Linked DNA regions of Mus musculus: regions 1, 2, 4, 5, 6 and 7 are each linked to region 3. A link is a contact called in public promoter capture Hi-C data. All regions are on one chromosome and are shown on one strand. Each heading gives the region's core, a stretch centred on a gene start, on an enhancer-like site or on the middle of the called end of the contact. The rest is flanking DNA. Distances are from core to core; before and after follow the strand shown.

Region 1 (4,227 bases), core at 888-3,387, 1.1 Mb after region 3:
CCCGCCCTTCGTGTCTGTCTCTGCTGTACCGAGGTGTTTTTTACATTTAAGAAAAAAAAAAAAAGAAAATAAGATTGTTTAAAAAAACGGAATTCATACCATGATGCGTTTTAAAACAACTGATAGCCCTTGGCTTGCAAGGAGACAGGAGTTTGTGTGATGCTCATCCAGGCATGAACAGTGGGCTCACCCACCAGTATTGAAGAGGTGAGCTTGGCCTCAGGCCCCCATGGATTCAGGGGGACCAGGCAAGGACTCTTGACAGAGCTTTGGTCATGGACAAAGCCATGGTGTGGTTGCAGCCCCAGAGGTGGCCTGATCACCCCAGTTCTAGGAGTGGACTTCGTCAGACCATGCATTGACACCTAGTATGAGAAAGACGCAAACACCGTGGCCGCTGGACCTACATTGGAGAGAATGCAGCACTGCCAGCCTGCTGTGTGTGGAGGCAGCTGTGAGGCGTGGCCTCAGGACTGAAAGCCTGGACTTTGCTGTACCGGTCCAGTTAGCGTAGACAGGAAGAGAATTGGTGCTGCAGAAGTGTGTCCGCCAATGAGAAACCTCGAGTTCGTCTGACATGCACTTAACTCATCCATTTCTAGAGGATGCACAATGCACGTGGGCCTGAGACTGAGGCCCGATTTCTGCTGGTGGAAAGGGGGAGGGATTGCTACTTTGTTTCCTGTTGGTTTTCCTGACATAACAAGGAGAGATCCAGAAGTCGTTGGCCAGGGCTCCTTTTGCCACTTTTGGCAGTTGTTTGTGTGCTGATCTGGACCATCTTTGTCTTGTATTTTCATGGTGGTGGTCCCCATGCTGACCCTCATCTAGGCCTGGGCCCTCTGCCAAGTGCCCCTGTGGGATGGGAGGAGTGAGGCAGTGGGTAAGAGTTGGTGGTTGTTTCTATGCATTCTGGCTGCCCTCTGGGCTGCCTCCCTTCTTCCCATGCTGCACGCCCAACTCTTTCCCTGGGTTTGAGATCGAACTGACTGCTTGGGTGAGAAGTGTCCTCTTTAAAGAGGCTCTTTATTGACCAACCGAAGTATAGACTTTTCTGCTGGACAATCTGCATGGGCATCACCCCCTCGCCTGCATGTACCCACAAAGGGGTCCAGAGCCAAGGCTCCTGCATTCATTGTCCCTCTCTGTGCTCAAGGAGGTCCATTCCAGGAAGAAAAGGTCTGTACCTTAGGCAGATAACAGAGAAGATAATGGAAGAGGCAATTGGTCATAGTCTTGGTTCCCTCCCACCAAACAACTGCACATTATCTGCATTGGGGGGGGGGGTAGATTTCAGCTCCTTGGGTGACCTTCAGGAGGCACAGGAGCTGGGAAAAGAGAACTACAGAGTATGGAGCCAGCTGAGAAGAGAACAAACGCATGGGTGCTGGTGCTTGAATTTAGCCAGGCTCCTCAAGCACTTGTGCATGCCTCAGACCCTGGACCCTAGACCCTTCCTGCCCTGCAGCCTGCAGTGCCAGCCAACAGATACCTTCATCACAGGGTTTGGTTTTGCTGGCTTGAAGACAACAAATGGTCTTAGAGCTCTTTGAGACCCATAGCTTCATGTGGCTGCTCCAGCCCCACTTCTTAGCGTTCTTACTCCACTTCTGGGGCTAATGTCAGCATCTATAGACTATTAATAGACTATTTAAAAAACAAACCACCTTTTAAACAGGAAATGGAAGGCATTTGATGCAGAACTTTTGCATGATGACATAGAAATAATTTAAAATAGTGTTTGTTCTGAATGTTGGTAGTCCCTTCATAGCTTTGTTACAATGAAACCTTGAAGATATTTAATAAAATAACCTTTAAACAGTCCATTGTGTTATTGCTGTTGGAGGCTCGTAGCCGTGGGCTTAGATTTTAGCAGCCTGCGTGACAAGGCTTCACTAGGAGACGAACATCTTTTTGCCCATTCCCTTGGGGAGCAAGGAAGAAAACTTCTCATAAACTCAGCCTGGGCTGCTGTATTGGGGGGTGGCAGGGAGGAAGTAGCCTCTTAGGCGGTGGGCCGAGTCTTCGCCCCGCCCCAGGCGGAGGTGGCCCCGCCCTTGGTACGCGGGCTCCCTCCTCCGCGGGTCTGAGTGGACAGGCCTGGGCCCTGGGCCCGCCCCGACGCTCCGCAGACTGTGCCACCCGGCGTGGAGGACGGGGTCCACCCTGGTGGGCTGAGCGCGAGGCCGGAGGGCTGGGAGGCTGCGGCTGGGCTGAGCACTGCGGAGGGCCGTCGGCTTATCCCAGGTCCCGGTCACGCAGCGGCCACGCTCGGGGAGCGCGCGGACCTGAGCGGGCACCACGAGCCGCAGCGCGCCGCCTCCCCCTGGTGGGAGCGGTACTTGAGCCCGACTGCGGCGGAGCGTTCGCTCGGAGATGGCGGAGCCGCCGCGACGCGGCCCGAGGCCCCGCGAGCAGGGAAGCCGGGCAGCCCCGGGACGCGGCAGGGCCCGGGGACAGCGGGGACGCCGCCCACTCCACCGGGTGAGCCATCTTTGAGAGCAGTCTCCCGTCCACGGTCGCCCTCGGTTTTCGCGATCAGACTTCCTGCGAGTGTCGCCACCGAAACCACCCGCAGGGTCGTCCTGGGCGACCACCCATCTGGCCCTGTGCACCCTGCCCCGAGTCCCAGCCGCTGGCCTCCCCTCAGTTGCCTTATTCTGGCCACTCCGCCCAGGGCACACGGGGTTCTTAAACCCAGTGCCTGTCTGGATGCCAACTCTCGGCCGCACCCCTGCCCCTTTCCCTCCAGCTCCCCCACCTGTGGGCTCCCCATTTCCCGTAGTTCCCGCAGGAGGGTCCTTCTATCCTCAAGGTCAGGTCCTTCCTCCCACAGCGTGGCCCCTGTTGTTTATTCCAGTGGTGGGCCCACACCTCCAGCCCACCCTGACCCTGTATTTGCTGCCCACTTTGGCAGACGACCCTTAGGTTTCTCCTTCCTCAGAAACTTTCCACTGCCACACACATGTTCTTCCTCCAACTTAGTCATCCCACTGCTCCCCCACCAAAAGTTCTCACATGATCCCCTCTCTAAATCTCACTGGCTTCCTCTAGGTATGAAGCTAAAATACAGTGGTTACAACACAGGAGGTTGACAGGCCTGACCTTTGAATCCCAGTTCATCCACAAACGGAGCTTTGTAATCTCGGGTAAGTTACTAAACTTCTCTGGGCCAGAAATTATGCGTGTGTAAAATGGAACTACTACTAGTTATATGTGTTTTCATAACTGTTAGAGCTGACATTAAATACAGGTGCTTCTTGCATTTACTGATAAACTTTTAAGATATCCTAAACTACTGACCACAAGAGCTTATCAGTTTGTGCCCTCTGCTCAGTGACGCCAGTTGCTTCACCTTCTGTTTGTGTGGCTGAGCAAGTACTTGCAGTGTGTCTCAAATGAAAAGTATTGTTGGGGCTGGAGAGGTAGCTTAGTGGTTCCAAACTTCCAAAGGCCCTGAGTTCAGTCCTCAGCACCCACATGGTGGCCTACAATCTGATGCTGTCTTCTGGTGTGCAGATGTACATGTAGACAAAGTACCTATATCCATAAAGTACATAAGTAAAAATAAACAAGAGAGAGAGAGAGCCGGGCGTGGTGGCACACACCTTTAATCCTAGCACTCGGGAGGCAGAGGCAGGTGGATTTCTGAGTTCGAGGCAGCCTGGTCTACAGAGTGAGTTCCAGGACAGCCAGGGCTACACAGAGAAACCCTGTCTCAAAAAACCAAAAGAAGAAGAGGAAGAGGAGGAGGGGGAGGGGAAGAAAGAAAGAAATAAAGAAAAGAAGAGAAGAGAAGAGAAGAACAACAACTACTACTACTACTACTACGGTGTCTGCAAATCCACTCCCTTAGGAAAGGATTAAAACTCTAGGACCTGAGGTTGGAACTCCTGGGAGAGCACGTGCCTAGCCTGTGCAAGACCACATATCCCATCACTGGCACTGAAAACCAAAACCCACAACCATTTGAAGTCTCCTTTAAGTGTTTACCATTTGCACATTGGTTTTGTCGTTGGTTGGTAGTGGTGGTTTGGTTTGGTTTGGTTTTTTTTTAAGAAAGTGCTCCTCCATGTAGCCCTGGCTGTCCTAGAACTCGCCCTATAGACCAGACTGGCCTCAAACTCAGAGATCGTCCTGCCTCTGCCTTCTAAGGGCTTATATTAAAGACGTGCGCCATCACCTCCCAGCTTCATTTGCAGATTGTAATAAGTCAGAATCAGGTCT
Region 2 (4,334 bases), core at 155-2,654, 1.3 Mb after region 3:
ACTAGTCAGTTCTCTTTTAATACCTTGTGTGCCCTGTGGTTCCATTACTGGGTTTGGTGGCCTATGCCTTCAGCATCTGAGCATCTTATTAATAACTGTTAAGGACCACCTGTACTTGTTTCTTGACCTCTTGGATGCTGGTCAACTTGGATCTGTTTCTGCAAGTTGCCCAAATTCAAATTCCGAGTATGTACAAAGATAAGGAACTAATTTCCTATTTTCTACCTACTTAGTCTCTGCTTTCCATTTTTTTCTATTTCATTTCTTTATTTACAAGTTTTAGTAGATGTCAGACTAGAAGGAGTCTAATTCCTTCTTTCCATTGTCTCCTTCGGCCATGGGGATTAGTCCTAAGGAACTTAAATCACAGTCCTTGGCTGCAAGCACCTTTATCCATTGAACCATCTCTCTGCCTTCAAATTTATTTGCTCAGTGAATTACGAGAGAGGCAATGGCTTTCCAGGGGAATCTTACAGGTTCTCAGGACACCTCTTGGTGTCATTCCCTACTTCCCTTGATCCATTTTGGTTCTTAAATCGTGGTGCTTAGACTTTTCCAGCTGAATTTATGTGCCTTTGGACTTTTCCAAACTCTCAAAGCAAGAGTTCGAATTCTATGCAACTCTCTAGGGCCCCGTTTTGTTGAGACAGTCTCACTTTGTTGCCCTGAGTGGTTAGACCTAGCTAGACTTGAACTTACAGAGTTCTGCCTTCCCCTGCCTCCTGAGGTCTGGTATTAAAGGGAAAATTTCATTTTAAATGATAATGCCACTCTATAGATTCCCTGATGCTTCTTTCATTTTTCTCTCTGGCCATAGTATTATCACTTAGATTTTGTAGATAAATTGTCATATATTTGTCTAGGCCTGGGAAATTCTGAGATCAAATTACACCTCTTCATTTTCCTGGGCTCCAAAGCGGCCAAAAAACCGTCCTTTTTTCCCCTTGCATTTTATCAACAGCCCCTCAGTTTAATCTGCAACCTCTCTTTACTGGTTTGTCTTTCTGCATGTACGGAATTTTCACCTGATCCCTTGGACTGTTTCCGTTTCTGTAGTAGCCTCGGTAATTTTGCTCAAGTCCCTGGAGCTTGTCCCGCCCCCGCCCCTGCACGCGCGATGCATGACGGTCTTAGCCCCTCTGAAGGGAAAGAGGGTCCGCCATGTTCCCCGGCGGCGCCGCCGCTTGGCTCTGGTAGCCGCCGCCCCCGCCCCCAACCCCGCCCGTCCCGGCACCTAGCCGAGCCCCGGGCCCAGCATGGCCGCCCCGGAGCCGGCCCGGGCCGCGCCGCCCCCGCCCCCGCCCCCACCGCCCCCTCTCGGGGCCGACCGCGTCGTCAAAGGTGAGAGGTACCCGAAGCCTGGGGGCCTGGCGTGAGGCGCGGTGTGAGGGCGGGCGGGAGTCCGTCCCCTCAGGAGCGGGCCTGGCGGGGCGGGCGAGTGACTGGCTGCCTCCCTTGGGGAGTGGCCCCTGGGCGGGTCCCCGCTGGGCCGGGCCGAGGCGTAGGCTGCTCCTCGGTCTCCCGCTCGCCCTGCAGGCCCGGGCGGGCGTCGTGCGCGGGCTGTCGCTAACGCGGGCTCAGGGCCGTCCGCCGCAGTGAGCCCCTTTCTTTCCTGCTTTGCCTGTGGTCGGCGCGGCGCCCGCGTTAAGAGCTTCCGGCTCCTCGACAGCTGCACTCCCGGCTTGCCCGGGCGCACCGAGGGGCCCCGGAACCCCTTAGCCGCACGCCGTTGGACTCGCCCGCGTTCTGGCCCACGCCTGCTCCCGGGTGACAACGCCTAGCTAGCGCCAGCCGCAGGGGGTTTGCGCTCGGCCCTCAGATGCCACCCCGCGCGGAAATCGGGAAAACCGTATGGGACTGGACCAGGATGAAGGATCCCGGGGTGACCTAGGAACCCAGACGTAGCTGCGGGGCAGGGGAAAAAGCCATCTTACAAAGAGGAGGCAAAAAAGTCCCATGTATAGGAAGTGGTACACTTAACAGAAAGGGTTTTACAAGCCGCCTCTAAACACACGACTTACTCTTTAGAAGGAAAAGTGAAATTCTTCTGAGCCAGGGAGGACGTGTGTGTACAGATAAACAGATTTATTTAAATTAAATTGAGAGGCAGTTGAAAGTTCCTTAAAAGTCCAGGCTCTCAGAGAGAGCCCATCTACCACACTAATACTATGGATTAAGAATATTAAGAACTGAAATTATTTTTCTTTATTTTGCAGTCAATAAGCAGAAATCGTAAAATGAAGATTTCGTCATTTAGATTATGCTCATTTTTAAAGTTATTTTAATTTTCAAATTCAGTGTCTCAAGTATAGACTGGCACAGTGTTTAAATACTGCTAGCTTTGCTTTGAATTGTGACCATGGTTTGCCATTAAAATATTTTAAAACAAACCCTTTTCTCGTGTGTGTGTGTGTGTGTGTATGTATGTATGTATGTATGTGTGCTGGTTTTTCGAGATAGGGCTTTTTTGCGTAGTCTTAGCCAGGAACTTGGAAAGTAGGCTGGTCTGGAACTCAGAGATATGCCTGCCTCTGCTTCTTAAGAGCCCAATCAAAGGTGTACGCCACCACTGCCCACCTGTGTTTTTTCTGTTTTCAATCTGCACTTTAGGTTCTTAAAGCATGACATATGTGGTTGGGTTAAGCATTAGAATGAACTAAATAGGACTGGAGTAAGAGCGGGTAAGAGCACTGACTGCTCTTCCAGAAGTCTGAGTTCAGTTCCTAGCAGCCACATGGTAGCTCACAACCATCTGTCATGGGATCTGATGCCTCTTCTGGTGTGTCTGGAGACAGTGACAGTGTACTCATATACATTAAATAAATTTTAAAAAAAGAATGAATAGGTTTTTTTCTCAAAGATTTATTTTATTATTATAAATAAGTAGACTGTTGCTGACTTCAGACGTACCAGAAGAGGGTGTCAGATCTCATTTCAGATGGTTGTGAGCCACCATGTGTTTGCTGGGATTTGAACTCAGGACCTCTGGAAGATCAGTCAGTGCTCTTACTCGCTGAGCTATCTCACCAGCCCCTAGAATGAATAGTTTATGAGCTTCTTTTTCTGGGATTTTTTTTTTTCTTGAAGGATAGAAGATCAGGCATTGATCCTATTAATTTCTGTAATTGTATAGGTGGGGGTTGAAACAGGCCATTGCCTGCTTCTTCATTTTCTTAACTATATTTCCTGTGTGCTTATTTTTCTGGATACTTTTCACCAGAATAATAGCTGACGTAACTAGTCACATTCCCAAATCATGTATTTATGTTGTCCTTTTGTGAATCTTGTTCCTTGTCATTTATGTAGCAATCTTTTTCTCATACTGCTTTAATGAAGGAAAAACGAGTTGCAAGCAGAAGGCAGATTCTTTAGGGGTGAGTTGTGAGTCTAATACATAGCCATTTACAGTTTATTGTTTTGAAATGAAAACCATTTTCTTAGTAGGAAAGGAGCTTGTTTGGGAAATTTCAGTTATAAACGTATGGTTAATGCATGTTGTGTATTAGTTGTATCTTCTTCATGGTGACAACTTTCATTTCTATGTGGAATGTATTAGAATTCCTGATACTGTGGTCACATGCCTTTAATCCCACCACACTGGAGGCAGAGGCAGGAAGTTGCTGTTAATTTTGAGGCCAGTCTGGTCTACATAGCAAGTTTCAGGCTAGCCGGAGCTACATAATGCACCCTGTCTTAAAAGATAAATAAGTAAAACAACAACAGCATGTAAGTAAAGCTCAGGTTTTGTAAGTCCAGGACACTTCCCTAGCTTTGCATAGACTCAACATCATCAGATTATGAGGAAACTGCCATTAGAATTGAGTACAAGTAGTCTTTTCCTCTTTGGAACTTTTCCTTTTTTGTCTTTAAATTTTAGACTCAACGCTTCTATTTTAAAGACCTTTATTTTATGGACATGTATTATTTTTTTCTTTTTAGATTGATTTTCTTTTATGTGTATGGATGTTTTAGGCATTCATGTCACCATATGTACCACATGTGTATAGTGTCCCATGAAGCCAGAAGAGGGTGTTATATCCTGTGTAATTTGAGTTACAGAAGGCTCTTAGCCATATGGGTGTTGGAAACCCAACTTAGATCCTTTGGAAGAGCAGACAGTAAAGGCTTTTAACTGCTGAACCATTTTAAGTCCCCAGACATGTAGGTTTTTAAGAGAATATAGAATGTTTTGTTAATAGTCACACTTAGGAAATACATATGTAAGTTTGAGATATTTTAATACTATAGGTGTTTCATTTATAAATGCAATGAGCCTGCTACTAAAAATTTAGTAGCAACTCTTATTTCATAGTCATGGAAAATAGATTTCTTGG
Region 3 (3,760 bases), core at 1,159-3,658:
TCAGACTACACATAAATCATTCAAAACAAATTAGCTTCTGCCTCCTTAAGGGAAAAGAGCTGTAGATATTTATGGGCTATGAAATTAACAGCTTCGTGAAAACGAATCAATAACTTACCACACCGCTGCATGACTTCGTCTTCACATCCAGCTTCACCAGCCCAAAGCCTTCAAAAAGAGAGGGCAAAGATATGATTCTTCTGCAGAAAAGACGTATACCCACACTCAAAGTACTGTGAACATAATCCCAAAGTCCGGGACAGAAATGGACAAATGCACAGCACATGAAGGAACATTTACAAGCAGTCAGCTCTGCTAAGGTGACAGTAGCGCTGCCTAGTGTCCTATAACTGGCTCCACTTCCTGCCGCACCCTTTTCAAGCCATTTTTAAACGTTAGATTAAAAATCAGTTCCTCAGACTGGCCTACTGTTTATGGCAACACACTTAGGACTTTTATCCCAAAAGGGTATCACCAAAGAGCAAGGGGTAGTGGTATGTGCAAAACAATCAATTTTCAAGAAAGCACAAAAATTGACTCAAAACTCTAAGGTTTCCACCTACCCAGAGTCATAACCACAAAAATAAAACAGTAATTCTAGGCAGCTCTATCCAACCATGGTCTGAACTGTCACTTAAAAGAATAAAGTACAGGCTTTCCCCTCTCCCTAGGGGGTGGGGAGTGGGGTGGTACTCGCCTCCCATCACTTGGGAGGCAGAGGCAGGTAGATCTGAGAGTTCAAGGCCAGCCTGGTCTACAGAGTGAGTTCCAGGACAGCCAGGACTACAGAGAGAAAGCCTGTCTTGAAACAAAACCAAAAAACAACAACAAAATAAAAAGAACAAGCTTTTCAATTGTGACCGAAGAAAGGCTAAGAAAGTGGGGTACACATGCAGCTGGCAGAGGCATGAGTGCAGCAGGGTATTCAGTCTAGAAAAGCAAAGCAATTAACTTTTTTCAAGAGGTCCAAGCATATATTTTTCTCTTTTATGTTTAAAAGGGAAAAAAGTCCTTACCAAATCCTTTGTTGAAAATGTCTCTGGCAGCTTTGCCGAGGTCAGCATAGGGTGGAGGGATACACATCGCTAGTCAAAAGAAACATTCTACAGTTAATGTGAGCTACTACTAGGACCTACTGCTAACATTTACATTCAAGCAGTTCAACCGGAGTGGGTTTTGATGCCACTAGAACTTCAATAAATGTTATTCTAAAGTAGCCACCCATAACAAAAACTTATTTCTAAATAGCTATGTGGTAATACAAACCTGGGACATTTCTACCAAGTTTTAAGAATGGGGGAAGCCTTTCTAATTCCTAAACATAAGTGTCTACTGCCTACACAGTTGCCAAAACTCAAGGTGACTGATTTAACGGAGATAAAAACCAAAATTTAAGCTTAGGCGTTCTCCCCTAACAAACCTTTGGGAAGGACTTCCAAAATCAAAACCAACACTCTGGGAACTGGCACAATTGAGACACGGGCAAAAAATACAACCATCTATGTCTACAGCAACTAAATATCAAATGGCACTTTAAACACATTACTACGGTCCCCCAAGTCCTCCGACAACGTGAGGCTTAAGGGCAAGGAATCCGAGCTCCAGGAGCAGCTCATTCATTCTCCAGTGCACATCCACGCCCTTAGGAACACGTGTAATGACCTTGTAGTGCACTCGACCTGTGCAGGCAGACAGCGAACTACTTCCTCTTGCAAAGTGACTGCTCTAACTCTCCGCCCCCCCCCCCCGAACCCCAAGATGGAATTCAACAACTAAGTGTTTTGCTTTCGGATTTGTAAGTAACATATCCAAAAGCCAAGGGTGGGTGCGGCCAAGGACCAACGCCCCAGGCGCGAGCCCCCCTATCTGCAACCCAACAGCCCAGCACCACGTCCGTCAACAGAGTGGCAGTGTAAGACTTAGGGGGCGCGCAAAGAAGCAAACTTTCCAAGTCTTTGCAGGCATCATGTGGGCCACGGCGGAACAAGGTATGGTTCTCTAAAGAGGAACAGCACAGCCCCCATGGCCCCATCGCGCAAACACCTCTTGTGCTACTTACGCCGTGGGCATACCGGTACACAGCACTCAGCCATGGCGAAGTCGCGGGGAAAAGGTGATCTGTGAAAGGGACAAGAAGTGCGGTCAGGGGACAGTCAAAGGGTCCCCTGGGGAGCTCGGACATTAGAGAAAGGGGCCGGGGCCGCTGCGGCCATCTTAGGGGACCAGGGCCGCCCTGAGTTCACTCAGGCTGCCGGCCCGCCCTAAGGCCCCAGAGTCGGCAAGAGGCGGGCACCATAGTACCTGCGGGTGTCCTGAGGGGCGCTGCCGCCACCGCTCGGCTCGCAGCTGAGGCCACTCCGCTATCTGAAAGTTGCGCTGCAGCCACCGCGGCTGGAGGGCGAAGTGAAGGAGACACCGTTGCGCCCCGCCGCAAGCCTGGCCTCCCCCAGCCAGGTCCCCGCCGCGGCCGCCCGGGCTGTCTACCGCGCCTGTCCTTGCCGCTCCGCCCGCTGCCCACTCCCACCTGCTCCGGAGTGACCACGTGGGTCGAGAGCACGGCGGTCTCCTTGGGTGAGCGGTCTCGGACCGTCCGGCGGGGACGGGGCGAGCAGGAGCTGCGGGGCCTCGGGTTAGGCAATGTCCAGGACAGCCCCAGAGGCGAGGACCTGGGAACGGCGGAGGCGGCGCAACGGCACCCGCGCGGTCAGGATGGGAGTGGCCACGCGAGTCGCGACGGGGCGGGGCGATGTGCCCCGCAGGGTCACGTGCACCCTCTCAGCCTCCTCCCTGAGTCCCAGCCTGGAGGTCTGAACTTAAGGTCCGGGTTGAGGGGGATGAAACACTCTCCCCAAGTGCAGCCTCCATGCTCTTCCCATCTCGGTTCACCGCCCACCGCCATGTCCTCCCCTGCTGGGACTAGGCTGGGCTCCAAAGGAACAAACTTGAGCCAGTCTCTGGGCATTTCTCTCGGAGCCTCAGGGTTGCGCTCCTGCAGCCTCCGTCTCACCCATATATGGTATGGGTTCACACACGCGCAGAAGCACATCCTGCTCTAGGAAGAGAAGCTTCCCCTGGTTGAGAGGCCTGGAGAGACAAGGGAATAACTGTAGGATTCATGCTGACCAGTCATTAGAATGCTGCTCTCAAGTTCTTTAGATATGCCAGAAGAGGGAGGGAGCAGCCAGTCCTGATGCCTATACCTGTAGTCCCAGATCTGGGCGGCAGAGAAATTACACCAGATTGAGGCTAAACTACAGAGTGAGGCAAAAGGTTAATAAAGATAAGAGACCGCTGGATAGTGGTGGTGCACACCTTTAATCCCAGCACTTGGGAGGCAGAGGCAGGTGGATTTCTGAATTCGAGGCCAGCCTGGTCTACAGAGAGAGTTCCAGGACAGCAAGGGCAATACAGAAAAACCCTGTCTTGAAATAATAATAATAGAGACCAGTTTGAGGCTAAACTACAGGGTGAGGCAAACAGGATAATAAAGATAGAATCGGAGGCTCAGTGAGTAAGAACCCTTATCTTGCTGTGCATGCAAGGGGACCTGAGCTCGGATCCCCAGCACCCAACACCCACATTAAAAGCCAGTAGTAGTTCCAGAAATAGAAACAAGAGGGTCACGGGGGCTCTGTCAACCTGGCCTGCAAACCGTGTTCTCTAAATTCTGTAAAAGGTGAAGAGCAGTAGACACTGTTCAAAACACACACACACACACACGTCAGCCATACAGAAGATTTAAAATGGAGACAACTGACAC
Region 4 (4,277 bases), core at 848-3,347, 1.6 Mb before region 3:
AGAGATGCATATCAACCCTAAGTGTTTTTTTTTTTTTTTCAATACCATTTATGTGGCTTGTATTTATTTCCTTTAATCTTTTAAGTGCTGTTTAGTCTCGGTGTGATTTGCTGTGGATACTCATTTCTGATAAGATGTGATATCCTCCCAGCCACATAGTCCCAGCCTGGAGCGCTAAGTGACTGATAGGGTCTCAGCCTGAGTGGAGCCTAGGGTGGGAGGTGGGGGTGGGAGTGTAGTATGGAGCAGGTGGGAGAGAGCCTGGGGTTGGGAGCCTTTGCACAGCCTTTCTGCCTTTCTCACCTTGACACACCATTTTCCCTTTGCCTTGGGTCAGTCAGAATGAGGTAACCCCAAATTGACAGTAGAAAAGCTACTCCTAAGAAGTGGGAGATTCTGGGCTGGTGAGATGGCTCAGTGGGTAAGAGCACCCGACTGCTCTTCCGAAGGTCAGGAGTTCAAATCCCAGCAACCACATGGTGGCTCACAACCATCCATAACAAGATCTGACTCCCTCTTCTGGAGTGTCTGAGGACAGCTACAGTGTATTTACATATAATAAATAAATAAATATTTAAAAAAAAACAAAAGTGGGAGATTCTGAAGCCGATCTGGAGTATGCTTAGATTGTTCGAATACCTGTGGTGCTGTGTGTCCTAACCGCCTATGTTTATTTAGGGTTTTCAGGGAAGCACTGTAAGATGCATGTTCTGTTATGGGTCTTCTGGACAATAGCAAGCAGCTGAGCTGGCCTAGCCACCCTCCCCACCCTCATCTAAGCCTCATACATGTTAACATATACCAAGCTTCTTTTGATGTTGTCGCTACTAATGGTTCTCTTCTTAGCTTTAAGGTAACTTCCATGCATTCCGAGTTTCAGGGCTGTTTCCTCCTAGTCTGTGTGACAATCAACTCTAAGAATCTGAGGATCCTAGATCTCCTTCTCAGCATCACAGCTTTAGCCTGGACTGTGTGGGGGTGGGGAGAGCAGGACTGGAATTTTATGGCACATGCCCCTGGAAGACAGGCTGCGCAAAGATGCTGATTATCCAGCATCTCTCTTTACAAACCAAGCATGGTGCGGGCTAATCCATCTCCAGCAGTTATTAGCGGGTAGCTTTGGACAAGAGCAGCAGACTCTACTGCTCTGTCTTGTCTGTGAGTGAAGCTTCACCTTGCTTAGTGGCCTGTGTGGTTTAGACATTTGGAAAGCAGTCTATGGTTTCCAGCCCCTCCTCTCCACCACCCTCTATCCCCATCCGCCATATCATTAAGAGGCATCATTCAGTAGCCACCTCTTCCTTCATGCCAATGTTCTTCACCAGCACCAAGTACCCTCCCTGGCACAGCGGCAGGGAGGAGAGCTGAGCTGGCCTGGGAACTCTTGAGCCTACATGCACTAGTGTTCCTGGCCCATTGGGAACCATGGGCAACCAAGGCCTGGGATTTCTGCCTTTCCTCAAGATTCTTGCTGTAGGTGCAAGGATTGGGAACCAGTTAAGATGGTTCATTTGGAAAGGCGGCAGGCTGGCATTTAATCTGCTTCCTCAAATACAACGCTGTTTCTGATTTTGGTTACAAGAAAATTCATTTCAATTGTTCAACCAAGCAAAGTATTAACTCTTAACCAAAATTAACTCAAGAATAATGACGTGATTTTTTTGTGTGTAGATAAATCATTATTTCTTACCTTCCTTAATATGCCAGGGCATTTATATATTGTTCTAGTCTGTTTACAGTGCATGCTCAAGGGTTGGAGCATAAAGCAATATTGCTTCAACCTCCTCTCAGCTGGTCTCACTGACTAACGCATCCAGTCTTTGTCATGGGGCCTCTAAAGACAGCCCTGCCTTTCTAGTGAGTGACTGAGCCTTGAATGTGTGTCCTTTGATATCTTGCCTGTGTTTCGCAGTCTGCCCTCAAACTGTTCATAATCTCACAAGCTGCCTGTATTTGCAGTTGAAGATGAGCAGCCGCCAACCCTGTCACCAAAAAAAAAACAACGTAATGGGGGCATGAGGAACTCGCCCAACACCTCCCCGAAGCTGATGAGGTAAGCAGGCCCCCCTCAACCCCGGCATGGTCACTTCCCCAGCTCCTTCACTGGCTTCCCCACCTGCCCAAGCCCAGGCCCAGACCTCCCTCCCTACTCAGCTCCATGGGGGGAGGGGAGCCAGATCGTTAGATGGCTTCTTAAAGGCTGGAGTATTTATTCTGTCAGCTTGTCAGCAGTTAATGATAGAGCTGAAAAAATTCTGTCACGAAAAACAGTTTGAAAAGCTGTTTGAAAAATACATAGGCTTTAAAGTCTTAGCTGTCACCATGTCCTGTCTGTGTGTAGTTACTAAACAGCAGTGGCACTAATGACGCTGGGAGCCAATCAGAGGGACTCTGTGGTTAGTTTGCCTGCGGCAAGACTCTTTCTGCTGGAGTCCCTCTGAGGACTGGTTTCTGTACTTAAGGCCATATGTGAGATGTATCATCACAATAAAAAATGAACCTGAAGATTACCTTCCTTTTATCCTGTCAATGGAAATCAAATTTCTGCTAATTGATTTTGACTGAGAAAAAAAAAAGTTTAATAATCTGTGGGCTTGCCAAAGCAAAGTTCAGAAGCAATCCAGTTCTGCTTAGGTTAAAAGCAATATTAATTATGGAGCTGGGTGTGCTTCTTCCTTCCTCTTTCCTTCCTCCCTCCCTTCCTTCCTTCCTTCCTTCCTTCCTTCCTTCCTTCCTTCCTTCCTTCCTTCCTTCCTTCCTTCCTCCCTCCCTCCCTCCCTCCCTCCCTCCCTTCTTCCCTTCCTCTTTCCTTCCCTCCCTCCCTCTCTCCTTCCCTCCCTCTCTCCCTCCATCCCTCCCTCCCTCCCTCTCTTTATTGATCTATCTTTCCTTCCCTTCCTCCCGCCCCCCAAGACATCATCTAAGAAACAGCGAATGCAACAGAATTTCAATACAACTCTACAGGTTCCTGTTTGGACAAATTCATCTTGTGTCAGCTTTGTTTCTTTGATTGTCTCCCGACACTACCATCTGTTTTCTCAGACATCCTAATTCCCCAACACTATACATGGCAAAGATTTCAGGGCCTGTGAAGGCAGTCCAAAGGGTAAAAGTATTTATCTTACAAATGTAAAGGCATATCTACAATCCATGGGTACTGGGGAGTAGCCAAGTACAGAAACTCATGGGTAATCCTAAAACTGGAGAGAGGGAGACTGGTAGATTCCTGGGGCTTGCATGCCATCCACCCTAGACTACTTGGTTAGTTCTCACTCAGTGAAAGACTGTCTCCAAAGAAAAGATGGAAGGTGCCCAAGGTATGACACTTGAAGTTGTCCTTTGGTCTCCGTGTGTGTGTGTGTGTGTGTGTGTGTGTGTGTGTGTGTGTGTGTGTAAGAGAGAGAGAGAGAGAGAGAGAGAGAGAGAGAGAGAGAGAGAGAGAGAGAGAAATGGGAAGGGGAGGGGGAGAGGAGGAGATGAGGAGGGAGGAAGGGAGGGAGAGAGAGAGAGGGGAAGGGTAAAGGAGGGAGGGAGAGAGAGAGAAAGAGAAGGAGAGGGAGACGGAGAGGTAGAGGAGGGAGAGGGGAGAAGGAGAGGAGAAGGGAGAGGGAGAGGGGGGAGAAGGAGAGGGGAGAAGGGAGAGAGGGGAGAGGGGAGAGAGGGGAGAGGGACGAGAGGGGAGGAGAGGGGAGAGGGAGATTTTAGCACTGTATATCCCAAATGTTCCCTCTTCGGGAACTATGTGCCTCCCTGACATTGTGTGCCTCTTTCCCAGCCATGGACCCTCTCCCTGTGATTACTGGGATGCAGTATTGATTGTTTCTAATTCCCACTTGTCTGCATTCTTGCTTCCCCTGTGTCCACCTGCCTGGGACATGTCTTTCAGTACTGAGGACATGGATCCTCCTGGCCCCTTCCCTCTCTTTTGTCACAAATACACTTTTCCAATCCTGTGAAAAAGGCCTCGGAGTCCTACATCTCTCCTGTGCCGCCTTGCTGGGGCGCCACTGATTTACACGCATGTTTACGTGTTTACAGTTCATGGGAGGGAGGGAGGGAAGGAATAAAAGGCACCAACTGCCAAGCCACTGGGTTTATGACACCAGTTGTCAGCCAAGCATAGAAGTCCTATTTACTCACCTTTAGGTAATCGGCTTATCTAATGCTGAGAGTTTTCTCCATTTAAAGGAGAGAAAAGCCCAAGTGCTTTCTTTTGCCTAAATTTAGAGAAGCAAATAAATAAATAAAGAGGAATCTGAAAAATGTGAAACCTTGGG
Region 5 (4,183 bases), core at 314-2,813, 1.1 Mb after region 3:
AAGAACTTCCAGGGTTTGGGGAGATTATAGAGCCCAAGAAAGGACGTGCTCAGGTTGGCTCAGAGGTTGGGTGCTTGCCCAGTGAAGGGAAAGGCAGAGATATTCCTCTTCAGGATGGGGCTGGAGGTGTGAGGAGAAGCAGCTAATTAGAAGAAATGGCCAACTTCTTTTTAGAGGATTTTATTTCAAGACAGCATCCAGAATACGATTCATTCAAAAGAGCAAAATTAAGTATTTTGCCTCATTTTACCCTTCAAAAACTCGTAGCAATGCAAATGCAAACCGCAAACCTCCCAAACGTGCCTCTCTGTATAGCTTTTGGAAATGAGAGTTCATTGAAAATATTTCTCCATTTTCAGATGAGATGAGATTTGTTGGGAAATCTCTGTAACAACTTGGTCATCTTGTGGGGAGATAAACTCTCGGACTGTCCCAGAGACTCCTGGATTGATCTCATCTTCCTGGCTTCCTGAAAACACAACAGAAAACAGAAAACAAAAAACAAAGTCACAGTTCTTTAGCTTATTCTGACCTAGACCCATAATTTTTATAATATTCCAAACCCCAAGAGACCCTGCCTCAAGGAATAAAGTGGAAGAGGAATGGAGGAAAATTCCAGACGTTTACCTCAGGCCACCACACAGCACTGGTGCCCACAGATGTGTCCCTGCATTTTCAAGCACGCAAGCACTTACACACATACACACACACACACACACACACACACCCCAAACAAACAAACAAAAAACCCAAAGGAACAAAAAGGGGATTTAAAGGGATTGGGGATGTACAAATGATTGTTATCATCTCAAACTACTATTCTGGCTAGCAAATTAGTGAAGATCAACCTATGACAAAACTTAGCTTTTTCTCACTTTGGTGAGGGTGAGCCAGTCACAGATGAATGGGAGACTCTGTACATAATTTAACACAGGGCGGTGTGAACCATTTCTTTGCGTTTGGTTTTTTTTTTTTGGTTTTTCGAGACAGGGTTTCTCTGTGTAGCCCTGGCTGTCCTGGCACTCACTTTGTAGACCAGGCTGGCCTCGAACTCAGAAATCCACCTGCCTCTGCCTCCCAAGTGCTGGGATTAAAGGCGTGCGCCACCACGCCCGGCTTGAACCATTTCTTTGTATTCCCCTTTCTTTTCCCAAGAAGGCACGCTAGGAGCCAGACATCACCTGAGCCCTGGAAGAACAATCGAAGAAGTCCTGGATCTCTTTCCTGCACGCCTCGTCGCGGAATTCATTCTGCTTCCAGCAAGCCATCATCATCGACATCTCCGTGATACAGGTTGCCTCTGGAGGGGAAGAACTGGGAGACCTTCAGCCACAGGGCGACCTAACACCTCTCCCCCGAGATTACCTAGCCGCCCCCGCTCCAAGTGCTCACCTCCCTTTTCTCTACGTCGGTTCCCGACGCGGTTAGCTAAGATAAGAGGCTTGTTGGGTTTCAGTATAGGTTTTCCCGGGTTCGCAAACCGCGCCAGGCGGCCGCGTAGACTGGGCGTCGCCATTTTGCACAGCGTTCCCAGTAGGCTCCGCGGCGCCGTGCGTGACCCCTCTTGACCTCTACGCGCTTGGCGTGCGGACAACGGGCAGCTGTGCGCGCACTTTCCGGGTCTTGGCCTCACGGTGACACTGGATTCGAACCCCGTCGGGCCGGCAGCCGACAGCAGGTTAGGATGCTATAGGTTGTGCGCGCCCTTTGCGTGCTCGGGACCCGGCAGGATTCAGGGGCCCCGTGTCCGCGGCTGCCACTTATTTGTGAGTCGGTGTCTGCGTGTGGGCACCACGTGAGTGCCGCGTCCGTGGCGGCCAGGGGAAGGCGTTGGATCCCGTGGGGCTGGAGTTAAGGATTTTGGATTGCAAAGGACTTTTGTTTTAACAAGTCTGTGAGAATGATGATTCCTTTTGCCAGGCGGTGGTGACGCTCGCCTTTAAATCCCGGCACTGGGGAGGTGGGGAGGCGGGGAGGCGGGGAGGCAGGCGGATCTGAGTTTGAGGCCAGCCTGGTCTCCAGGACTGCCAGGGCTACACAGAGAAACTCTGTAGCAGAAAAACCAAAATAATAAAATGGTTGCTTTTTACAACTCTTACATGGACTGCTAGGTAGATACTGTTTACTCGTTTGGAATGATCGCACAGTAGGGTGAACGTTGTAACATTTACGTGTGACATACACAACATTTAATATTAGAGCAACTATATCACTTCTTTTTATAGACCTCCAGTTGTGATTTGTTGGACTTGAGTGTTTGACTTAACTGTTTACAAAACCGAATCAAAAGATGTGCTATATATAGATTCTTTGGTATTTGCAAATGAATTCAAGACATTTCTGCTAATGGAAGCGGAATCCAGCAGTCCTGTAGTTTATATGATGTCTACTTTAGAGCAAGGTATATTTGCTGACATTTTTTACCTCAGATGTTTGGAATTCTCCCTTGATAGCCTACGTGGATGCCTTTCTTCCGGAGTCACATAGCTAATTCAGGAGGGAAATTCCAGGAATGGGCCTGACCAAAAAGTCCATCTTTTGGTCAGTATTTAGTATCTAATAAAGCTTGCTTTAAATTTAGCCCAAAATGGTGGACTTCGTTTTTCTGGCGAATCCCAAGATTAACACTGGGTTCACATCAGAGGGGTTTTCCCTCTCTTACCACACCCTACCGGCAGCCATCAAGGCACCTTTTTTATTGTCACACACATTTATATTGTTTGTGACCTTATGTACCCCAACATCTACTTTGAAATCTTAGCTAGCTCAGGGTCTGGAGAGGTAGCTCCGTGCTTAAAGAGTGTTTTTAGCTCTTCCAGAGGACTGTTTGGTTTCCAGCATCCACGTTGCAGGGCTCATAATTACTTCTACCAACACCTCGAACGCACACATGGGTAAATTTCTTTTCTTTCCCAAACTTTAATTTGCATTTGCTAACAAATCTTTTTTATCCACTTTACAAAACTATGGAACACTTCACGAATTTGCGTGTCATCCTTGTGCAAGGGCCATGCTAATCTTCTCTGTATCGTCCCCGTTTTAGTATATAGGCTGCCAAAGCGAGCACGGAAAAATATTTTTAAATATCTCTTAAATGTTTAAAATGAGACGAGCCTTTGTGTATCTTGTTCATGCTAAAAATAGCTATGCCAGGCGTGGCATATGCCTACAATCCAAGCACTTGGGAAATTGAGGCAGGAGACAGATTAAAGAGTTTGAAACCAGCCTAAGTTACATATAATGAGTACTTGGCAAGCCAGGGCCATATAACATGACCCTGCCTTAATGAAACAAACAAAAAATAAATAAAATAATGAAATGAGAAAGGAAAAGTGTTTACCATTATTTTTTACAAGTCTCCAATTTTATCACCTCAATCCCCCAAAATAAGCAAATACAGGCCAGCAAAATGGCTCACTTGGTGAATAGAGGTGCTGCCACTAAGTCTGTTGAGTTTAGTCCTTGAGACCACATGGCAGAAAGAAAACTGACTCTTATGATATATACAAGTACAGGGTAGTACAAGCTACTACACACATACACATAATAAACAAATGTAATAAAGAAACCATGTAGAAGACACTGGAAAAATCAGTTTATTATATAAAATGAAACCTGAGATGATAAAATAAACACAGTAACACTTGTGTTCTAGCCATACTCTGGTAGTAAATAAAAGACTATTACAAACCTCTACCACGAGTACCCATGGGTACCATGAGTACCCATAACCTGCAGCAAGTGATGGTGCTGTATGCCTTGTAGCTGAGCCGCAAACCTGAAAAACTTCTTGTTGCTGTTTTTATATGACAGTAAAGCTTTTTCACTGGTATAGTACTGTGTGGTTATTCATAGTTCTTTCCCTTGTGGAAATGGAGCACCTGATTTGCCCTGGCCTTTTATGATTATTTATATAATGAGAGGGATAAAGGAGTCTGGCAAGCACTGAGCAAAAAGCAGGCCTCACTCTCCAGCAACAACCATTCGTGACCAGCACGCTCACTTTGCATAAAGGTCCTAGAGAGGTGAGTGTTCCAGTGAGGTGGTGGAATGGCCAGGACCCTGCACCTGCATAAGCGTCACTTACCCTTCCTGGTGCACAGCACACCTGAGTTCTGATTTAGGCTTGTACTTGTATAATACTTACTTTGCTGTAGAAATCAGCACTGCACTGAAATTGATG
Region 6 (4,389 bases), core at 457-2,956, 1.4 Mb after region 3:
GGTATGGCAGGAGGCTCAGGAACTGGGAGGCTGTCCTGGCTACACAGCAAGGCTAAAGTCAACAAAATCGACAGCACTCAGGAGGTAGAGGAAGAAGGATCAGTTCAAGCTCATCTGTGGTCGCACAGCAAGTTTTGAGGTCAGCTTGAGCTATATGAAGACCCAGCCTCAAACACTTTAAAATGGATCAGAGATCTAAAGAACTTCAATGCTTAGAATATATAAATCTTCATGAATTTGTACAATGTTTTCTTAGATATTACACGAGTAGCACAAATGTTGGCTTTCACACCAACTTGGGCAGCCATGTGCAGAGACTCCCCTTGTATGAAGCACCTAGAGACCTCCAGCTGCCAGGCTCCACCCCACAGGCTACTCGAACAGAAGAGTGGGAGTGGCCAGGCCCCGCCCTACAGAAAAAGAAGCTCATGATCTGGCCACCCTGGAAAGGTCTGCACCTCCCCGCCAAGACACCGGATAGAAAGCCTGCTTTCTGCTCACTTCTTCACTGCTTCTTTGCCAAGTCTATTCTGTAAGGTTTGATGTGTGGTGTGACTCTGCTATTCCTTGGCTCCAGGAATACCAGAGGATTCCAGGATACCTTTTACTTCTGGGATGTAACAATGAAAACAAAAAACTACCTTCTTTCAATTTTTTTTTTTTTTTTTTTTTTTTTTTTTTGGCTTTTTGGCTTTTTGAGACAGGATTTCTCTGTGTAGCCCTGACTGTCCTGGAACTCACTCTGTAGACCAGCCTGGCCTCGAATTCAGAAATTCAACTGCCTCAGCCTCCTAAGTGCTGGGATTAAAGGTGTGCGCCACCACTGCCTGGCTTACCTTATTTTAAATTTTATGTTTCAAATATCAAGTGAAAGTGCCTTGGGCCTGTGAGATGGCCCAGTGGTAAATGGGCCTTGCAGCCAAGCCTGGAAAACACAGTGGCATTCTCTCAACCTACATGGTGGAAAGGGAGCACTGTCTCCTCTTCCAAGTTGTCCTCTGACCTCCACATGTGCCCACACTCAGAAATATATCTTATACAAATAAACTTTTTTAAAAACTGTAGTATAGTGGAATTGGCGTGTGCTGAGGTGTGAAGGCATTTGTCTCCATGCCTTACCCAAGTGTTTACCGTGGAGCCTTATGACCTGAATTCCATCCCTGAAAATCACATGGTAGAGGAAGGGAAACAATCCCTACAAGTCATGCTCAGGCTTACATACCCAAATACAATTTTGTCGTGAAAGTGAAAGCCATGGTGGAGAGCTGGCTCAGTCAGGTGCAAATGCCAGCCTGTAATTCTATCACTGAAAATGCATACGTGAATCCCAGGAGCTCACTGATCAGCCATTCTTGCCTTACTGCCCATCAGTCCCAGTAAGACCAACCTTAAAAAAAAAAAAAAAAAAAAAAAAAAAAAAAAAAAAAAGAGGTGAACATTTGGTTGACCTGTAACCTCCATTCATCACTTCACTATGTCTCTGTGTATGTTTTCTTTCCATGTAAGTGCCTCAAATACTTAGTTCTATATATGGTGAGTTTAACACTAATGGACCAGTAGAACTTTGAACCCTGCTTAGTTTTGTTTAATTCAACTCCAGTTCTGTCTACTCACAATTCCCTATAGTCACATGAAACAAACCTAGGTTCTCAGGATCCCCGGAGGCCTGGAGCTCTCTATCTTTGAGTCCCTCTGCTCCGCCCACTTGCGCGGCTCCACCCAAAGCTGCAGTTCCTTTCTACAGTAGCACCACCTGGAGTAGATTTACCTCGCTGAGATATAGACACGTGTTAAAACTAGCTGAGCCACCTGAGGGGCGCAGCGTCCCGCCCGAGCTTGGGGGCGGTCCAAGCAGCTAGCACCCTCGCGCCGCCCATGCGCCACGCCCTCTGGCTCCATATTGCAGGAAAGCGGGCTAGGGTGTGACGCTGCTTTCTCGTTCAGGTGAGGACTCGCACCCCCTCCCCTTGCTGTTCTTCCGTCGGTCAGTCAGCTCGTTCCCAGTCCCTGGTCTGGTCTTCCAACCGTAGTCGTAGAGCCCCGCGCGTGTCCTAACGAGGTGGGCCTCCGGGTGGCGGACGCGGACTCGGACGCGTTTCGGGTGTTTGGGGTGGGTTGGGCATGCTTTCCCTGCGTGCTGGAGGACTGGGAAGGTCTGTGGGTAAATCACTCTGTTAGGCTTAGAGTGGGATGCCAGGCAGCAGTGGTACCCCGCTTTCGGTCAGTTGGGCCGCAAGTGGCGGACTTAAGGCCCGATGGTGGCCCTGGTGAAGCCCCTTGCCAGAAGGCCGACTAGCAGCTCCGAAAGCTGGCTTTGGCTAGTGACTAGACTTTTTGGTGACACAGCAAATTTAGAGGAACTTGAGGAATTTGTGCCGTGCTTAATGACATCTAGGGCAGAATTCACAAGCCTGATATGTAAGCTCCGGTTTAAAATTCTTGGAAACTATTCCAGTAACAATCTAGATTTTTTTTTCCTTGTCCTTGACCCATATCAGCCGTCTAGGTAAGCAAGATGCAGAGGGGAATGGCTAAACCAAGTGAAAAGACGAAAGGTATTTTACTGTTATCCATTACATTCCTTAATTGCTGCCAGGTGATAGCGAGCCATTCTGATAAAGCAATCTGCCCCAATTACAGTACAAGTGTAGTGAGCTACGGTTTAGGCCAGGAAATCATTAGAAACAAGTGGAGTAAATAATTTTGCTCCCGCAAACTTAAACCACCCTTTAGCCCTCGTGGTTAAGTAGAGGGCTACCTTCCCACGCAGAGGACTAAGCCCTGTTTCCCTGTTATCCTCAGTCATTGCTTTAAATGGCCCTTCCGGAACCTAGAGGCGGCTTTTGGGAAACTGTTTCTGTTCTTGCCTGGCCTAAGTCACACTTCCTGTTTCCCTTCCCAGTTTGTCACCGGTCCCCACCCCCAACCCCACCCTTAACTTCTTAGGCCTCTTGCCAGTTGAGAGACTGACATAGATCCACCCTTTTACTAACTGACTCACTGGGTGGAGATGGTTTGGAGAACCAAGATTGGATTTTCCAAGTTTTTCTAAAGGTTGTTTGTAACATTGTTAAAGGGAAAACAAAAGCTCTGGTTCACTCAGAAGAGTCCTGTTAACTTCAGCAGAGCTGAGTAATTTGTTGAGTCACCCTAGGGTTTGTTAGCCTTTTACAAAAAGTTTAAAGTCTACTTTTTGAAGTGATCACATGAGCAATGTTTAAAGGGGCTAAAAGGCCATGAAAAAATGAGCTGCTTTGTCGTTATACCCCCCACATACACACCCACACCCCACACACACCCCACACACACCTGCATGCACTCTCCCAGTCAGGCTGCACCCTTTTCTGCTTCCCTGTCTCCTTCCTGTGAGCTTGTTTACTGAGAGAAGAAAATGGGTGTATTTCTTTAGCAGAACGCTTGTTTTCCACCTGGCTTTGTTTAATTTACCACGTGTGGTAGATGGTTTTATTAATGGATTTTTTAAAAGGACTTTTAGAAGGTGTATAGTTTATAGCTTCACTTTATGAATATTCATGATTCACTTATCGCTAAGTGATGTTTAGATTATCTTGAACTACTTTTCCTATTACAGATGATGCTATGATGAATAGCCTAGTACCTATATAAATGTGCATTTGTGAAGGTATTTCTGTGACCTATATGGAAATGGCATTTCATTTCTGGTACTTAATAATCTTCAAGGTGCACTGAAATTGTTTCAGTTTTTCATATGCTAATACCTAGATAATCTTTGCTTTATTTATTTTTGTTTTGTTTTAAAAATCTTGGTATAAGTCCTCTAGGCCCTTAAAGGTAAGATTTAATATAGTAGTTAAAATGTAGAAATAGAACTTTGTCATTGGAGTGATTCACTCTTTTATCTGTGTGTGTACATGCATGTGTGTACAAGTTTGTGGGGCTGGGTGCACATGCCACAATGTGCATATGGAGGTCAGGAAAGTCTTGGGTGTGGGTCTCTGGCTACCTATCCATACACCAGGCTAGCTGGCCTGGAAACTTAAGGGGATTTCTTGGTCTTTACCTCCCATCTCACCACAGAGGTGCTGGAATTAGAGATCCGAGCTAGCTTGCCCAGCTTCTGGGGATCTGAATTCAGATCTTCAGACCTCTGTAGCAAGCACTTTACACAGTCACCTCCCCAGTCAGTTCTCCCTCTCCAGAGGCATACATGTGTTCTCCTTTACCCTCTCTCTTCCTTTCTTTCCCCCTCACTTCCTATCTCTTTCTCTCCCTGATTCCTCTTTCCCCTTCTCCCTCCCTCCCTCCCTCCCTCCCACTTACCTCTGAGCTACAGAGTCAGCCTTTTTGTGACCCTAAGCATTATTTCACAAATTACTTTCAGATTTCCCGCTTTTGATCCTGACCTCT
Region 7 (3,981 bases), core at 844-3,343, 1.2 Mb after region 3:
ACAGTAACAGTAATGATGCTGTCCAGGGTGACACCCACCAAAGTGAGCTGTTGCTGAATCTGGAAGATGCATTCTTCCTAGGTGGCTTAGGTAGAACAGTCACATGTAAAAACGAGGCGAGACAAGACTATTCCCAGGGCCTTCATTTTCAAAGAGTCAGACTCATGTTCCTCAGTCACAGGACCTAAGCAGCTTTGTTAAAGCAACACAATCGAACCTGAAGACTGCTCATTCCCTTCCCTAGCTCAAAACATACCTTGAGGAGGTGCCTGCTGATAACCTGGCACTGGGCCATTGTAGGCTCCATAGGGAGTAGCAGGGGCTGCAGGTCCTGGTTGCCCACCATAACTCGACTGATGATACCCTGGGTAGATGGGCTGGTTCTGCCCATATGGTGGAACAGGTGGAGCTGACTGGTTGACATTCATTATGAGAGCATCCCCGATTTGATCTCACCTATTGAATGAAGGAAAAGAACGAAATCAGTCAAAACAAACTTTCTACGGAGGGAGCAACTATTCAGGGAAGGAAGGAAGAGATGAAAAGGGATTGACCTTATCAGGCTGTGATCAGTTGAACTATTCCCACACTACTACAGGATCTCAGAAACTTCCTGCCCCGCCAGTATGCAGTCACTTTCTTCAAAGCAAGGGTTTTGTTACTGTGAACCCCATGTTGTGTCACTGCCAAGAAGGTATAAATTTCAACTTCAGACAGACTTAATGGAACAGAACAGCAGCAGCCATTCTCCAGTGGTATGACTTTCAGTGTCCAGGCAGTCACACAGAGTCCTCTGCCTGATAACTACCATGATGTTACAGGTAAATAAAGCAATGTTTCCACTTTCCATTCATTGTATCTACCACCAAGTCATCCATTCATCCCCCAAAACAGAATAACTTCAAATGTACTAGGTTTTGTTCAAACACACACACACACACACACACACACACACACACACACACACAAAGAAAAACTGTAAAGTAGCTATTTGGGAGAAACAGTATTCTTTGTCTGACCTACAATAATCCAAATGTTACTCTGACCCCAGTCTTTCCATGAACAGAATGTATTAACCTCACAAATGAAACATTTAAGATAAAAAAAAAGTAGCAATATTCCATGGCAAAGGTCATTCATCTCATGTCTCAAGCAGAGGACTATGGGTATTCTACATCCAAGAGCATGCCTGTAATTGTTTCTGTTCTAAGGTTTGTTTGATAGGTCGCTATCAAACTATTGCAATCTTGCCCAGGAACAGAAGGATGAGTTGGAGGTCCTTTTCAGGGGTCATTCCAACAAGGGGACTGGAGATCTAAACATCCTTCTAGTTATTATACAGGCAGAAGAGGCCCAGGAAGAGTGAGACCTCCTTTCAGGTGCTGCAGTAGAACAATAGGTTTCTCTTTGCTAGGAGAGCCCAGAAGCTAAACCGCTGCCGGACTGAAAACTCTGTAAAGTCAAAGCCATTTTAGAACAGTCCTTCCAAACGCTAAACGTTGCACATGCCACCAACATCAAGCCTGGGAAACGTCCCTCTCCCTTTAATTTCCTGAAGGAGGCTGAGGGACCGAATAAGCTCAGAGTCAAACTCCAATCTTGACTCCATTCTAGGGGGATAGCCGAGGGTGACAACCGAAAGGGGCGGGGCAAGCTTCCTAGAACTCTGAAAGTACCCGAGATGCGGAGGCTTGAGCGCTCCAGAGATCGAGATCCGGAAGCCAAGCCAGCCTCTAGGGCCACGAAGAGGGCCGGTTCACTAAGCAGTAAAGACCAATCCTCTAATGCCCTTCAACATGCTGGGAGGGCGAAGCGAGCCGGAACCTGGGCCAGGAGGTGAAGGGAGGGGTCCGGGGACCTAAGACCGATCGCCGGCCACAGATGCGAGAGGTGAGGGTCTCTTTCTAGGCCCCGCCTCCAGGCTCCTCCCTTTCCTCTAAAACCGGACAGCGATCAGGCCAAAAATACCCTGGCCTCTCCTCAGCATTCCTCCCCACCACGCAACCTCGCGATGCCACTCCTCACCCGGCTCCAGATCCAGGTTCGACTTCGTTCCTAACGTCAAGGCTCCCAGGCTCAACTTCCGGTTCCGAGGGGGGGGGGGCTGGCGTGCCGTCCCCGGAAGTTCCGCCCCATGCTCTAGGGCTAGGCCACTCCTTCTGCCACGTCGGCCTTAGGCACGCTTCCGGAAACCCGGATGTTGCGCATGCGTATGTGGTGTATCCCGTCATGGACGCAGTCTGTAAAGTATTGCTGAGTTTCATGCTTTTTTTTTTTTTTTTTTTTTTCTTTCCTTTCCAGATTTTTCCACATTTTCCAGACTTTTTTTATGGCTTTACCAGCTGAGAGGGTATTGAGAAAACTAGGTCAGATTATTTTTAGTAACGCTCCCTTCGTCGTGTGTTGACTTTAAGGACAGCTAGTCTTGTATCCACTTCCTGTTAACCTTTCACCCCGTTGATTTGCGTCCCTACGGTAGAGCTCACCCTGACCTTTGAGCCACACGTGGTAGTGGTAGGGTGGGTTCTAACCCTCGACTTTGGGCCGATTAGTTCAATGTTTGGACAACTTCTGCCCCGGTTTACTTCTTTAATGAAAAGAATTCGTGTCGAACAGTGAATTGGGATGAATTTAGAGACGTTTCCTAAGATTGTTCAGTATAATGTTTATTCAATAAAGATTAGTTACCATTTTATGCCTTGCCCTTTTTTTAATAGAGGTAACTCTACCAGAATATAAAGACCTCCCTGCTCTCTGTTAAAAGAGCTACAATTCTTTCAGTAATCATAAGACTCTTCAGAGAACAATGTTAACTAATAAATGATTATTGCTCTTTTATCCTCTAATCAGTTTTTTGAGACTGGATCTCAATTTATAGGCAGACTATCCTGAAACTGGATATATAACCCATGATCACCGTGAACTCCCACTTTTTATGCTTCCAACCTCTCCGTTGCATGCATTGGAATTCTTTCTGTGCTGTTATGCTTTAAGCACTTCTTTGGGCCAACTTAGGTTCATGAATAGAGTAGGCAAACTGTTTTGTGGGGTTTTTTCCTACGTAATGGTAGTTACACAGTAATGCATGCTTAGAGAAAAATGGGCATTTAAGTTTGCATGTCAGTTACTAACCAGTCAGTTGTTTCTGTCTAGCTTGTTTTAAAATGTCTTATGTATGGGTGTTTTGCCTGAATGTGTATCTGTGCACTTTGTGACTACAGTACCTGCAGAGGCCAGAAGAGGGCACTGGATCCCCTGGAACTGGAGTTAACAAATCTTGTAAGATACATGGATGCTGGAAATCAAACCCAAGTCACCTGGAAAAGCAGCCAGTGTTCTTTGTCACCAGCCCTGTTTCTATCCACTTTTAAAATACTGTCCGTGGATCCTAGTATCAGTATCAGCTGAGACTTGTTAGAAATGTAAATTAATATCTTTCCTATTTATTTGGGATTTTTTTTTTTTTTTCAGAGACAGGTTTTCTCTGTGTAGCCCTGGCTGTCCTGGAACTCACTCTGTAGACCAGGTTGATCTTGAACTCAGAAATTCACCTGCCTCTGCCTCGCAAGTGCTGGGATTAAAGGGTACATTACCACCACCACTTTTATCCACTCTTATGACTCTCTCTCTCTCTCTCTCTCTCTCTCTCTCTCTCTCATAGGAGGTCTCACTGTATAACCCTCCTGAATTCATTGTGTGGATCCAGCCGGTCTCCAATTCACAGAGATCCTTCTGCTTCTGCCCCCAGCGAGCTGCGATTAAAAGCATATGCTACCAAAGCTGACTAGAAATGTGCTCTAATTCACCTACATGTAGTTCAGTTTTGGGGACGGGGCTCAGCAAACAGTACTCCATTACACCAAGCTTGACAAATGACTCCCTCCTGGTTGATTCTCTTGCTGACTAACAGTTGTCAGTTTAAGAATTTGCCAAATGCAGATAACATTTGTTGAGCACTTGAGCTGCCCGAGCTTGAGCCCT

The links. Promoter capture Hi-C pulls out the DNA fragments that hold promoters and counts their contacts.
Region 1: a promoter capture Hi-C map of pre-B cells shows a contact between it and region 3, with 4 times the contacts expected there. The contact joins the promoter of Ndst2 here to the promoter of Vdac2 in region 3. A contact is called at or near these places in 9 of 39 promoter capture datasets (the 3T3-L1 cell line, the C10 cell line, the HPC-7 cell line and 6 more), 2 of 484 Hi-C or Micro-C datasets (the G1E-ER4 cell line and embryonic stem cells), 1 of 115 datasets of contacts at active chromatin or transcription factors (astrocytes) and 1 of 9 other capture datasets (adipose tissue).
Region 2: a promoter capture Hi-C map of pre-B cells shows a contact between it and region 3, with 7 times the contacts expected there. The contact joins the promoter of 1810062O18Rik here to the promoter of Vdac2 in region 3. A contact is called at or near these places in 2 of 39 promoter capture datasets (liver and pre-B cells), 2 of 484 Hi-C or Micro-C datasets (CD4 T cells and embryonic stem cells), 1 of 115 datasets of contacts at active chromatin or transcription factors (bone marrow-derived dendritic cells) and 1 of 9 other capture datasets (adipose tissue).
Region 4: a promoter capture Hi-C map of hippocampal neurons shows a contact between it and region 3, with 4 times the contacts expected there. The contact joins the enhancer-like site here to the promoter of Vdac2 in region 3. A contact is called at or near these places in 10 of 39 promoter capture datasets (the 3T3-L1 cell line, cranial neural crest, frontonasal cranial neural crest and 6 more), 2 of 484 Hi-C or Micro-C datasets (cumulus cells and stem cell-derived motor neurons) and 6 of 115 datasets of contacts at active chromatin or transcription factors (differentiating embryonic stem cells, embryonic stem cells, epiblast stem cells and 3 more).
Region 5: a contact with region 3 is called in a promoter capture Hi-C map of pre-B cells, with 5 times the contacts expected there. The contact joins the promoter of Chchd1 here to the promoter of Vdac2 in region 3. A contact is called at or near these places in 11 of 39 promoter capture datasets (the 3T3-L1 cell line, 3T3-L1-derived adipocytes, the C10 cell line and 7 more), 2 of 484 Hi-C or Micro-C datasets (LSK cells and erythroblasts) and 2 of 115 datasets of contacts at active chromatin or transcription factors (epiblast stem cells and pancreatic cancer cells).
Region 6: a promoter capture Hi-C map of hematopoietic stem and progenitor cells shows a contact between it and region 3, with 3 times the contacts expected there. The contact joins the promoter of Anxa7 here to the promoter of Vdac2 in region 3. A contact is called at or near these places in 2 of 39 promoter capture datasets (hematopoietic stem and progenitor cells and pre-B cells) and 1 of 9 other capture datasets (liver).
Region 7: a promoter capture Hi-C map of pre-B cells shows a contact between it and region 3, with 5 times the contacts expected there. The contact joins the promoter of Sec24c here to the promoter of Vdac2 in region 3. A contact is called at or near these places in 3 of 39 promoter capture datasets (the C10 cell line and pre-B cells) and 1 of 9 other capture datasets (liver).

The regions. Positions count from the first base shown.
Region 1 is chr14:20,732,472-20,736,698 of GRCm38.p6, reverse strand. It overlaps Ndst2 (N-deacetylase/N-sulfotransferase (heparan glucosaminyl) 2), which reads left to right and starts at 2,137. Exons shown (of 15, transcript NM_010811.2): 1 at 2,137-2,484; 2 at 3,055-3,149. Camk2g (calcium/calmodulin-dependent protein kinase II gamma) reads left to right here. Exons shown (of 21, transcript NM_001360186.1): 21 at 1-1,826.
Region 2 is chr14:20,543,363-20,547,696 of GRCm38.p6, reverse strand. 1810062O18Rik (RIKEN cDNA 1810062O18 gene) reads right to left here and starts at 1,404. Exons shown (of 6, transcript NR_033571.1): 1 at 1,353-1,404. Ppp3cb (protein phosphatase 3, catalytic subunit, beta isoform) reads left to right here and starts at 1,124. Exons shown (of 14, transcript NM_008914.3): 1 at 1,124-1,341. The coding sequence starts at 1,257.
Region 3 is chr14:21,830,209-21,833,968 of GRCm38.p6, reverse strand. It overlaps Vdac2 (voltage-dependent anion channel 2), which reads right to left and starts at 2,408. Exons shown (of 10, transcript NM_011695.2): 1 at 2,302-2,408; 2 at 2,060-2,118; 3 at 1,017-1,085; 4 at 119-168. The coding sequence starts at 2,093.
Region 4 is chr14:23,384,036-23,388,312 of GRCm38.p6, reverse strand. Kcnma1 (potassium large conductance calcium-activated channel, subfamily M, alpha member 1) reads left to right here. Exons shown (of 28, transcript NM_001253364.1): 20 at 1,960-2,053. Among named protein-coding and RNA genes, the nearest start is that of 5430425E15Rik, 120 kb to the left of the region's middle. Within about 2 kb of position 2,097, at least 12 of the 459 cell types and tissues checked have an H3K27ac peak or open chromatin away from gene starts, as enhancers often do. A contact at or near this core is called in second pharyngeal arch cranial neural crest, where this site is marked.
Region 5 is chr14:20,700,407-20,704,589 of GRCm38.p6, reverse strand. Chchd1 (coiled-coil-helix-coiled-coil-helix domain containing 1) reads right to left here and starts at 1,563. Exons shown (of 3, transcript NM_025366.3): 1 at 1,393-1,563; 2 at 1,182-1,300; 3 at 165-469. The coding sequence starts at 1,516. The coding sequence ends at 356. It overlaps 6230400D17Rik (RIKEN cDNA 6230400D17 gene), which reads left to right and starts at 1,491. Exons shown (of 1, transcript NR_029446.1): 1 at 1,491-2,578. Gm25328 (a small nuclear RNA gene) reads right to left here and starts at 3,067; the gene lies at 2,961-3,067.
Region 6 is chr14:20,477,450-20,481,838 of GRCm38.p6, reverse strand. Anxa7 (annexin A7) reads left to right here and starts at 1,706. Exons shown (of 13, transcript NM_001110794.1): 1 at 1,706-1,944.
Region 7 is chr14:20,672,433-20,676,413 of GRCm38.p6, reverse strand. It overlaps Sec24c (Sec24 related gene family, member C (S. cerevisiae)), which reads right to left and starts at 2,093. Exons shown (of 23, transcript NM_172596.2): 1 at 2,026-2,093; 2 at 257-456. The coding sequence starts at 428.